Regions from separate parts of the Oryzias latipes genome. Here region 1 is linked to region 2. The links are chromatin contacts, called in public Hi-C maps. All regions are on one chromosome and are shown on one strand. The core of a region is the stretch at or near the end of the contact, and the rest is flanking DNA. Distances in the headings are between cores, read along the strand shown. Region 1 holds the start of LOC101167011 (tyrosine-protein kinase Fyn). Region 2 has its middle 25 kb from the start of lama4.

Region 1 (5,891 bases), core at 1,129-3,628, 120 kb before region 2:
TGTGAACCAGCACTCCCATGTCTGCAGTAAGAAGTTTATACGAGTGTTTTGTTAACTACTGACCTTGCATCTCTTAGATTCATTATTCTTTTTTGTAACCAAGGCAACCAATTCTAAATAAAATCGGAGGTTGGACAGGCATCCCCAGAGCTGTTGGACTGTTGACTGTTTGGGCTCTTGTGTCTGTTTTTTTAATACTGTCTTGTGTTTTCAGAAACAACATTAACAGTATTAAAAGGAAATTATATTCAACACCAACAAAAATGTATATATGCATTCATAAAATGAATAATCTGTTGGTTTTACATCAAGATCACAAAAAGCACAGATTTCCTTCCTTATTCTGTGTTTTGAGCACAGCTTTATGTCAGAACTGAACACTGAATAAATGACACACAAACACAAAGTAAATGGTAAATACTTATACAGCCCTGTACTGCCCTCTTAAAGGCCCAAAGTGCTGTACAGTCTCAGTCCCATTCACCCATGAACACACAATGATGGCGGCTCCACTGCCTAACACTGGTGTCAACCTGTAACCACCAGGAGCAACATGTGGTTCAGTGTCTTGCCCAAGGACACTTGGACGGGCAGAGCGGAAACCCAACCTGCGATTTTCCGATGCACCATAACCGTCCTACATTGCCTATCGAATGGAAAGTGAGGACATGTAATAAATAAACGTCAAGGACGTGTAAAAAAATTATTAAAGCATTACTTTATTGGCCACTGCTGAGTAAACTAAAGCAACAATCAACCCACTTGTAGAAAATCCAGCTGGTGTTTAATTCTGTGCTTAGTACCAAACTCCCTGAACGATCTGCTGTGTTGAATTGATGCGCCGTGCTCAGACGTCTGACAAAAAGCAACAACAAAAACAGACTCCTTGACTACTGTTGAAACCGCAAAGACAAAAGCGGCAGATCAGAACCCCTGTAATACAAGAATCTGGGTACAAAAGAAAATAATGTGATCATGTTTTCAGTCACTCCAGGTTCATGTTAGTAAGTTTTCATTTCTGTTAATTGTCCTCAGCCTATTTAAATGTCTGGTTATGGAGGGACGCCACTCTTCCCTGCAGCCATGCTCTGCTGCGCTTTGCCTTTAGCAACAAGTTAAAGTATGTTTTTGTGATTCATTGATTTCTGGGGTAAACTTTATAAAACGCTGACATCTGCTTCCTCGTCCCCTTTGACCCATGTGCTATCCTATGGGGTCCCGGTGACCCCACCCTTCCATTGAGGTGTTCTCCCTACCATGACAAAGGTGGATAAAGGTGGAAAGATTTCATGTAATCCATGGACACCAGTGAATATCACAAATCATTGAAGAAAAAAGGTTCAGAGCACTGTCTAGTGGGTCTAGATGACCCAACTCCCAATGTTAAAGTGCCTAGGATAGCACAAGGTTTATACGTTTCAATTATTATCCATTCTGTGAACAGTTTTTGAGTGTTTTGAAAGAAGTCAATATTAATACTAATTGTAAATTCATCCAAAGACCCATATCCAATAGTTACCCAAGTCTCTCTTATTTTGATTTTCTCGTACAGGAAGATGCTTAGTGTAACCTTTGTGAGTTTCAGTTCATGTGAGTTCAAATGAATTTACTCACAGTTCAAGATAAAAAAAAACTGGCCAACAATTCATTACCTAGAGCCGTTTCCCCCGCAATAACAGAATTTGACAGCTGTGGTGAACTGTGAGCAGAGGAAACCAGATGACAGAAGATGCAGAGTATGCTTGAAGTCTGACTTCAGTTCAAGTTTCAGCAGCAGGTTCTACTTCTGAGTTTTCTCTGGACCAGCTGGACCACCATGGCTCTCAGAGCTCAGAGCTGGTGCTCTCAGCATGAACCAACAACAACTATGTGAACCACATCCTTCAGACTTTGCTGAAAGCTTGAAGTTTGCTGCAGACTGAGTTTAGTAAAACTGAGACTTTCCCCCAGCCTGTCCCATGATGCAAAAGCTGGAAGTCTTACCGAACCAGTTCAGATCTGACAGTTTCTGATGAAAGGTCTGCAATGATTCAACACAAAACTAATGGGATGATGCGTTCAAGGCTCCGAGGTCGAACCCCCAGCCGATCCTTCCTGTAGCGCGGCAGCAGAGTCCTCCAGAGGCGCAGACGCACTGCCAGGCTCCTCTGGACGCATCTGACTCCGCTGAACATCACGGGAACCAGCTCAAAGGCGCATGCGTTAAAACCCCGGAGCGCAGCAGCAGCACGTGCAACAAGCGGCGGGCGTGACGGCGGCAGAGGACGGAGACACTTACCGGTGGGCGCGGCTCTGGGTCCCACGCGCCGAGAAGATGCTGCTGCGCGGAACTAAGAGGCGCGCGGCGCTCTGCGTGACGGTGTGACGAGACCCGCATAATGAGGCTGCTGCTGCCTTCAGGAGCTCCAGGATTTCTGAACTCCTATTCAAACTTGAAGTGAAGTCAGTAGAGAATCACTAAGGCAGTGTTTTATAACTTTTGTTCAGCCAAGGCACCGTTTTTACGCTGATAAACTACTGGAGCACACCACAGACTAAAATCACACATAATAACACTCTAGGGCCGAACCGAGTGTGTACAAAAATTATACTTTCTAAATGTCGAATAACAATTAGTGTGAAACTTTGGCCTGCTTTGTACAGCACTCATCAGCTATACTATACTATACTATACTATACAGCTATACTGTGAGTAATCAGACCTCTCATTTGTTAGAAATACTTTCCAGTTCCCTGTGCGTCATACGGATGAGCCAGTACCTCACTGCTCAACAAACATCATATCAGATCTTCCATCCACCCATCTTCTTAATCCACGGTATCCCTTGTATCCGCACTGTATCTCAATCCACTGTATCCCTGGGGTCACAAGGTTGCAGGAGGAAGTCCTGGCTGCTGTTGGGAAAGGGGGCGGCACACCCTGTCTGTCGCAGGGCACACAGGCACTCCCACACACAGGGACACCTTGGAGTAACCTATAACCCATTGAACCTATAAAGCAGGGGTTTGGACTGTAGGAGGACGCCAGGGTACTTGGAGAAAACCCATCCACGCACATGGAGAACATGCAAACTCCACACAGGAAGAACCCAGATAGGATTTGAACCAGGGCCTTCCCACCGTCTCATGTACCAGATTCATCTAACTGCAATGCAAATTTTTGACTATTGTGAAACTTCTCCAAAACAAGAGTTGATGTTTGCAGACATGACATGAACCTGTCATAAAACTGGAGCTATCTGAGAGAGAACTAAGCTGTCAGGGCCGAGCATCTCCTTTGCAACTTCTTTACAGGCAGCATTAATGTTTCATTTAGCGATGACAGCTCTCATTTATTTTTGTCTGGTTCTCCATCAGTGTAAATTACAGCCTGTTAGGATCAATCAGTCATCTGCTGCCTCCCACCGGCATATAAGGGTATTACGCTATGGGGCGGTAAACTCAATCAACCAATCAATCAATCAATCAATCAATCAATCAATCAATCAATCAATCAATCAATCAATCAATCAATCAATCAATCAATCAATCAATCAATCAACCAATCAATCAATCAATCAATCAATCAATCAATCAATCAATCAATCTCGCTACATGGAAATAACCATTCTCAATTCTCAGTCTGCCTGACACCCCTGGTGGAGCATGGAGTACTCATGGAACATCTGTAATTTAATTTAAACCGTTTTTGCTTTAGTTCTGTGCATCTCTGGATTCATTTACCAGCATCCTGACACCACTCCATGCCAGAAGCCAAAGTTATTGTTCTCCAAAGCAGAAGTTGTACTTCTTTGTTTTGTGTTTTGTTTAGCAGGAGAGTGAGAACGTTGTAATAGGTCTCTACACAACAAGAGTTCTGTTTTCACAGATGACCTCAATGAAGACAGAAAATCAAAGAGATTCTACCTGAATGCTATCATTAGCTTAGCTGAAGGATAGACAGTTTTAACCACAAACTTCTCTACTTTGAATTGTTTTTCTTATATACTTTATGAAACATATTGACAAATAGCAATGTTTACAGTTTTTTCTCACAACAGAATTAAACAACAGTTAGTGTGACCTCCACAAATATGTGGTCGTTTTGGGTGCAACCGAGTGTCAGTTGGATTTTCACCTCATTCAGTAATTTATGCCTTTGGAGAACTGAATAAGTAGAAATCTCTGCAAAATCATTTAGACTGGCTATGATCATTCCACGTGTGTTTTTATCATGTCTGTCTAAATGAACTATTCTTTCAGACTGAATTTTTATTGTTCATACAACTATTCCTCTTCCTTTCGTTTCTTACATCATTGCTAAAAAATTTGTTGAACATGTCAAACATTTTGTGAAATCAGATTAAAATATTTTGCCTCTATGAAAATGTTCATAAATAACTTTTCTCAGGTGAACCTCAATAGACTAATTAGTTGTAGACTTTCAATATACTACAACCATGGCTCAGAGTTGGTGTGGCATAGTGTGCTGTAGTAATCACAAAGGGGTGTATTGTATTATTGTATTATAAAAATTCATTTTGTTTATACTTGTTTTTATCTGTACAACAAAAAAGATTGACAACCTAGAAGGGGTGGACGAGCTCATTCAGTGTCCTGATCTAAATGAATTCTAGTTTAGAAAATGCCATACATGACTTATAATGCTGTCGTCACTTTACATGACATTGGAAACACTTCCAAAGAAACCTGTCCCAATCAAAACATGTTCAATGCTTTTCAGTTGATTGTTCAAAGAGGCAGGAGTCAACAAGCTTTAAACTATGCAGGGGGGGGGTTGTTTTGCAATCTTTGCAGGTAATAATTTTGCACCATCCAAGGCCATAAGAAGGTTGTAATTTTTTATTAACCCATAAATTGTGAGCATTCAGGGAACACCCTGGTGCAAGCTTGTGTTTAACCCTTGTTCTATCTTAGGCACTTTAACATTGGGAGTTGGGTCATCTAGACCCACTAGACAGTGCTCTGAACCTTTTTTCTTCAATGATTTGTGATCTTCACTGGTGTCCATGGATTACATGAAATCTTTCCACCATTATCCACCTTTGTCATGGTAGGGAGAACATGTCAATGGAAGGGGGGTCATCTAAGATAGCACACGGGTTAAACTAATCACGTTGACTGCTCATACTTTTTGGTGACGGAATTTGAAATGATCTGCTGTTAAGGATCATTTCGTATTTTTAGCTGGTTCATTATGATGCGGGTGTCAACATTTTATGAAGTCTTTTTTTCCAGGTTTTTGGTATACTTTAACTTCTGTTATTTTAGCCCTAAGCAAATAGATTCAATGATTTCTTGGTAAAACATTTCAACTTGTATTATCTTGTTATATTCCCAAATCATTTAATAACTCCTAACTACAATTATTCATTTTTTCTTGGTAAGACCTCCATCTGATTTAACATTTTTCTCCATGTTGGGCTGTTAAAGCCTGCAAGGTGTTCTTGGCTGGAATATGCTTGTTTAAGTGAAAATATTTCTTTGTTCTTTTTTTAATAAACATTTCCTTCATTCATCTTCTGCCGTTTTAACCCTTTTGGGGTCACGGGGCTGCTGGAGCCTATCCTGGCCACTTGTGGGTGAAGGCAGGGGACACCAGTCTGTCACAGGGCCACAATCACACACCCATACACTCACACTCACACCTAGGGACAATTTAGAGTAACCAATTACTAGAAGCATGTTTTTGGATGGTGGGAGGAAGCTGGAGACCCCGGAGAGAACCCACACATGCACGGGGAGAACATGCTAACTCCCCACAGAAGGGCCCCCCCATTGATATTCGGGTTCAGGTCCCCCAGCCAGGACTTGAACCGGGGGCTTCTCGCAGTAAGATAAGAGCACTAACCGCTGCACCACCGTGCAGCCTGTTTTATAAACATGTTGAA
Region 2 (6,292 bases), core at 223-2,722:
AACAGCTCAGCAGTGGGCAGGAAGATCCCCACATTATAATGGGAACCTTGTGCAGCTGTGGTCAGTAATCAGAGTCCAGCACTGTCCAGTCACACAACAGCAAGGTGATAACACGGGCCCTTCCATCTGTTTCCTGACCTCATGGGTCACGCAACGAAAGATTAACAGGTCAGTGATGAGGCCGGGGGCTCAAGGAGGATAACCTCTGCGTGAGTGATAAACTCTGCTGCCCTGCACTCACAGAAAAGACATAAACCTCTCTTTTTAAACTTTGACAAACATTAAATTTTGTACCCAAAAGATTTTAGTTTAGTCTGTTTAGTCTAGTTTAGCAAATACCTATTTTAGTCAGACAACTCATGCAGTAAGGAAGATTTGTTCCATATTTCTTTTAGTTTGGCATAAGGCTCCGTTCAGACACATAAAACAAAGATCTCCATAGAAAGCTTTGGGTATTAAACTACCCCTAATGGAGCTCACAGGTGGAAGCCAGGGAGGAGGGTGGGGTGATGAACGCAGAGCTCGCGGAAATGGAAGAAGAGGATTGGACCGCACCTGGACTTAAGTAGGACCGAACAGGTGAGTTAATTAGACTGAACCGCCAGCAGGGAGGAGTAACCAGGTAAACACACAGCTCAAGTTGCCTGCCGTTCATTTTATTTTATGACTGATTTCATGTTCTTATACAATTACTGGTATGAAGTCCATTTAGACAACTATTGTTGTAATATTTGGCTATATAAATAAAAAAGAATTGTATCAAACGTAGTCCGTTGGCATGTTTGAACTATTTCTTCTTGAGTTAATAATCAGTAATGTATAAATATCCATCCATGTATATTCTTAACCTGCTGTATCCAGAGGTCATGGCATGTATGAAAAATGTCTGCTGAATTACTGCAGGTAACCTTTTCAGAAGCATTTGGATTTAAGTAATGCAAAGATATGCAAAAATAAATCTGTTTTGCATCCTTTGCTACAGGTGTAGGATGCAAAACAGATTTAAACACACAACAGGAGAGCTCTGTTAACAGGAAGCTGGTTAGAATATGGTTGTAAAATAAAATCTTAAAGTTCCTAGTTTTAGCTCAAAACACTGCAGGCTGATCTTTTAAGAATCAGAATATTATTTCAGCTTAAGAGATTTGTTGTAAGTAGATATTTTTTGAAAAAGCACTATATAACATTTTCGTTGTCAGTTTATTCATTGAATTGCTGAACTGTTTCCCTGCAGATTTCTTATCTGCAAATAAAATCCTGAGCACACAGGGGGGTAGGGGGTGGGGGGCAGTGGTGTCATCTGTCTGGAACATGACGTCAGGTATGACGGAAACGGTTTTATTCGGTTACTTTTGACTCACTGATGAGATGCATTTCTCTGGGTTTTTTTTTCTGAAGAGCAGCAAGGAGATGCAGGACCTCCTTCTGACGTTAGGAGGAGTGGGGAGTGTTTGTGAGGGGAGGGGGTGGCACCGCTATGCTGCTTTTCTAACAGGAAGTGGACCCTTGCTCCCTCCCCACATTCCTCCAACAGATGTTTGACAGGCTAAATATTTTCACAGCTGGAGAGCCAGGAGAACAAATCCTGAACGATTCATTACAGTGGAGGCAGCCAGGTCCAGAAAAAATGGCCACTTTCTTTGTTTTAAGGGGAAACCCAGCTTGAGAGGCGGAACCAGAGAGGCTCCATCACCTTCTCCAGTTCTTCAGGGTCCAGAAGGATTCCCTGGGTTTGTGTCCTCCTGCAGAGTGGAAATGTTTCCATAAATCATTGACAGACTAATGTGTGCCTGATGCAGCAAAGCAGCACCTGGTCTCAATCAGCTCCATGCTGTCACGTGATGCGGGTGAGGAGGATCCCAATCCTTTTGAAGAAAACAGAACAAAAGATTTGGCTCCACGCAGAATCTCACTTCCACCAAGGATTCAAAAACACGTAGAGCTGATCCTAAGGACAGCTAGCACAGCACTCTGTCTTCTATCAGGCCACATCCCATGTTGCAAAGACAGAAGCGTTCTTTATTGACAGATGAAGAGGCACTTTATGAACCACCTTCCTGTCCCCCTGGAGATGAGCTGTGTGAGTCCTGGAACAAGAATCAGCAAACAGAGGTCAGTTTGCAATTGTCAACTGAAAGAAGTCAAACAAATCAAGGAGAAAACAATACCATGAAACCATGAATTACTGTGAAGGAGTATTCAAAGTGGCACACATTATGGCCCTATTCAAAAAGCTCATCTTAATCTTGATCGTCTTCCTTTATTCAAATCATCGTGAATCAAGAGCAGATGACAAATGCTGTTTGAGAAAGAGCGTATTTGTGACAGAAAATACAACGAGTGGGCTGTAAGATCCCTGTTCCAAGTTCTTAGCAATGGGAACGGGAAGAGGGGTCCACAAGTTAGAGGTGCATTCCAAATGAACTCATGCCGCTCTGCAGAAACTATGTCCTAGAAAACGACACCGATTTTTTGAATTTGGCTAAAAACCGCATAAAAGACCACTGCGAACACTTTGAAAATAGATCAAAGTGTTACTCAAAGCTTATCAAAACTCAACATGCATTAAACGATCAAAACAGATCAACTCTACTCTCTTACCGTCTTTAAGACACACCTGCCAATTTCTGTTAATTTTGGGGAACTAAGAAATCTGAGAAACTTGTAAAGTTCCAACCTGAGCAGTAACCATGAACATTTGGTGGCTGAAGAAATTTCCAAAAAATATTTCAAGTAAAATGGAGGCATATTGTGAACTCTGAGAAGTGAAATAAGGAGCATTTCTTTTTTTAGTGTGTGATTGATGAGAGGCTCACCACCTCTGTGTCCTGCAGGACTACAGGAGGATCCAGCACCACGAGCTGCAGTGGAGTTTTTGGTCATTTACGAGCTTCAGTGTGATAAATCACACCCAGCTGATGCTTATCTCACAACAGGGAAAGTGATTTTAAAGAGGATGAAACATTTAAAGAAACACCGGATGAGAGATGGGTGTTTTGTCAACCTCTCGGCTGCAGCTCGTTTGTCCCGTTTACCTTTGGCTAAACCCTGTGCTTGAGCCCTGCTGTTGTCACAGCTGTGTGCCTGGAGATTCCCTGAGTGGGAGAAAAACTCTTCCAGAGTCAGTTCATGTATTGTTCCTGGTGTGGTCTGGATACTTAAAGCGGGTCACAGTCAGCAGCCAGTCACAAAGCAGCCTTCAAGGGGGTTTGAGCCAAGAGCCCAGGTGGATAACAGTCCAGCATCACATCCTGTAAAACACACCCATCTATGGCACTGCTCGTGCAGAAAACAGACTATGAATTCGGTCAAACACCATCTGGAAATACAGTTAAATACAGGAATACATTTTCACTTCCTAAATATTCTGTGTTTGCCTTTGGTTGGTTCTTTTTTGCTCATCGGAGAGGGAGACGCTTTACACAGAATGGCTGCAGACATTGTTTCAAAGAGGAGATATTACATCAGCAGAGGGAACAAAGACGGGGCATCTTTCTGGCTGACCATCATCAGCTGAGACACAAGCCAGCTGCCTGCAGTGTAGCTAGCAGCTCTACCATGAGGCAGCTTGTTCCAACAGCAGTTTGGTGAAGGGTTGAAAGAAATGGAGAAGCCATGAGACTGACCTGCAAGGCACTGAGTGCAATGCATCGCAGTACAACAGCAGGCCGGGGGGTGGGGGGACAGGGAATCCTTCTTCTGGAGGAAAAAAAACAGGAGTGGGAGCTTCCTCTGCCTTAATCCCTGAAAGAACAAACTGGAAAGTGATGAATGTGAAAATTTAGTTCCATTCTATAGACAGACAAAGTGGTGAAAATGCTCCACTGGGAGCTGACACGAGGCCTTTAAGCTTTTTCATGCATTTTTAAAAAATAAAAGAATCCCGACAAATGGCAGGAAGAAAATGATTTGAGGTTCTTTGCAATTTGAGCTTCTTTCAAGTGCAGAACAAAAGCAAAGAGCAGGTTTTGTATCAGAGAGCTTTCAAACGCTGAAAAGAACTTCCTGACAAAAGCCTGAAGCAACGTTTGGAAGCGCCATGCACAGAAAAGAACAACTTTCCATGCTCAAGTGTCCTGCAGATGAAAGCAGCCCTGCAGGAACTCCGCTCAGCAGATGAAACAAGGCACAGTAAAAAAAAAAAGCTTAATGTAATTTGAAAATAAAGCCTGGAACACCTACATGTGTTTTCAGTAAACTCATTCAGTCAAAGAAGGCTTTTCCGATGTAGAGTAAGGAATGCTCCGACTGATTCCCACCACAGCACACCTGCTCTGTGACATGAAGCCCAGCAGCTTCACCGTCCCACGTCTGCTTGGAGAGCTTTCTCTGTGCCCCTCAAGCTTCCAGCAGAGCCTCCATTCTGCAGCTACTGTGTGTTGCCCATATTTTTCTGCCACATCTGTTCTCGTGTGAGCCGTTAGACCTCAGGGTGATGGAAGCCTTCCATGAGACCATGTGGAGCTTTGAAATGTGGCTTAATAAATTGAGAGCCATGCACAGAGGAGCTGCTGTTGATGATTACAAACATGTCCCGTCTGTGTCGTGAGCTTTATTGGAACTGTCTGCAGAAACAGCACACGTGTCAAATTGAGTTTGGAACATATTTGACGATAATCTGTCATAAATCTGGTTCTTTGCCTGCCTTCAGGGGCTTTATAGATGAAGACTAGGGGGGTGGGGGGGTGGGGGGTGATCCCTGGCATGCCACAATGTTGGATGGAAAGATTACAGAGTGACGAATGAAGCTCTGATAGACTGCACAGTGTCAAAATACAAGGAATAAACCAAAAATATTTATTTATCTGATAACCTGTGACTGGAACTGATTGGAAAGAAAAAAAATAGTGATTTACTAATAACCCAAAAAATGCACACATTCTCCATACATGTGACCCTGGAGTCAACACCAGAAGTGGTTCTGGTTTCATGCTTTCATCTGAAGTCACGCCATTAGTGTTAGCGGACCTTAGTTCACTCAAAGCTGAGTACTTGGTAAAACAGATGTTTTGTTAAATTCATGCTAACTCCTGTGTTTGTCTGTTTTAATAAGATCACTTAATTATGTTCAGGAGCAAAGCGCCAGAAGTACAACAGGTAATCTTTTGCAGAAGTGGTGCCAGCTAAATCAATTGTTGTCGGTCTAATTCACTGACACCCATGGGTTTGACCACCACAGCGCTAAACAGTGTTTAATTAATTTTAAGTTAATGTAGATAAAAACATTTCGTCAATGATTGTGTTTGCAGACTTATTTTAAGGGGAACAGGGTGGACACTTGTGTTTTTAAAAAGGCATAAGGTCTGAGAGACTGTAACTGACACTCTTGACCTGTTAATCCTATGAATCCCCTGCTACCAGCACCGGTCCTTTGAGCCCACAGGGTGAGGCTCAAGCATTCCTTAGGAAAATCCTGCTCCTTTAACACAATCAATTCCTATTTTCCTTTTTTTCTGGTTGTTAGACTGATCATCATCCATCACCAGCCATTGTGCCATCAGTCCTCCCCCCACACCAACCCCCTCAAAGACAAAATTGTAAGCATCACAGGGTATGAAGGCAAGCTGCTATCAAAGCATTGTGACTGTGACCCGGCGAAGTCATGTGACTTGACTCCTCAAATGTATAACTTTGATCTAAGAGAAACAGCCTGTTAAAGCGATAAGAGCCTGAAAGTGGGATACTTCTGAGCAGATGATGACGTCTCTGAGCTTAGAAACATCCTTTGCCTTTGCTTTCAACCTAATTCCATTTTTCTCAGCTCAAAAAAGAAAATGTATAAAAGGGAGGACTCTTCCATCTCACCTTTTAAGGAGAACCTGTGTCACCTACACGCCAGGTGAGAAGATCGGTGAAAGATGATGCTTGGACCAAAGAAGTTTGATAGAAGTTATTTGTTTCCATACTTCATAAATTAAAATGCCTGAAATACAGTTTTACTGTTACAAGTGCAGCAACACACCGCATTTAGTTTTGTGTTCATCCTTTTACCAGGAACACACATAATAACACTAAGTCATTTCAGCATGGAGAAGAATGACAAAGAACTCTAACAGACGTCAAGTCCTTTTTTTAAGACAATGTTGATTTTCTGTCTGACGTGTCTTTCACTCAATACCAGTGAGGGGCAAAATGAAATGTTTTTCACTGTGTCTATCTGAAGAGGGCAGCCTTGAACCTTCTCTTTTCAGATCCAGTCCATGTCATGACACAGACTCTGAGAGCTGGATGACACCTAAACCACCCATCCCTCACACGTCCACTAGTCACATAGGAAACATTTAGAAATGAA

Evidence for each region. A called contact is a pair of places that touch in the nucleus more often than the background predicts.
Region 1: a Hi-C map of embryo shows a contact between it and region 2, with 1.9 times the contacts expected there. The contact joins the promoter of LOC101167011 here to the enhancer-like site in region 2. A contact is called at or near these places in 2 of 5 Hi-C or Micro-C datasets (both in embryo).

Annotation. Positions count from the first base shown.
Region 1 is chr24:21,841,173-21,847,063 of ASM223467v1, reverse strand. LOC101167011 (tyrosine-protein kinase Fyn) reads right to left here and starts at 2,378. Exons shown (of 12, transcript XM_023953147.1): 1 at 2,279-2,378.
Region 2 is chr24:21,715,746-21,722,037 of ASM223467v1, reverse strand. No RefSeq gene overlaps it. Among protein-coding and RNA genes, the nearest start is that of lama4, 25 kb to the left of the region's middle. Within about 2 kb of position 1,472, at least 3 of the 8 cell types and tissues checked have an H3K27ac peak or open chromatin away from gene starts, as enhancers often do. A contact at or near this core is called in embryo, where this site is marked.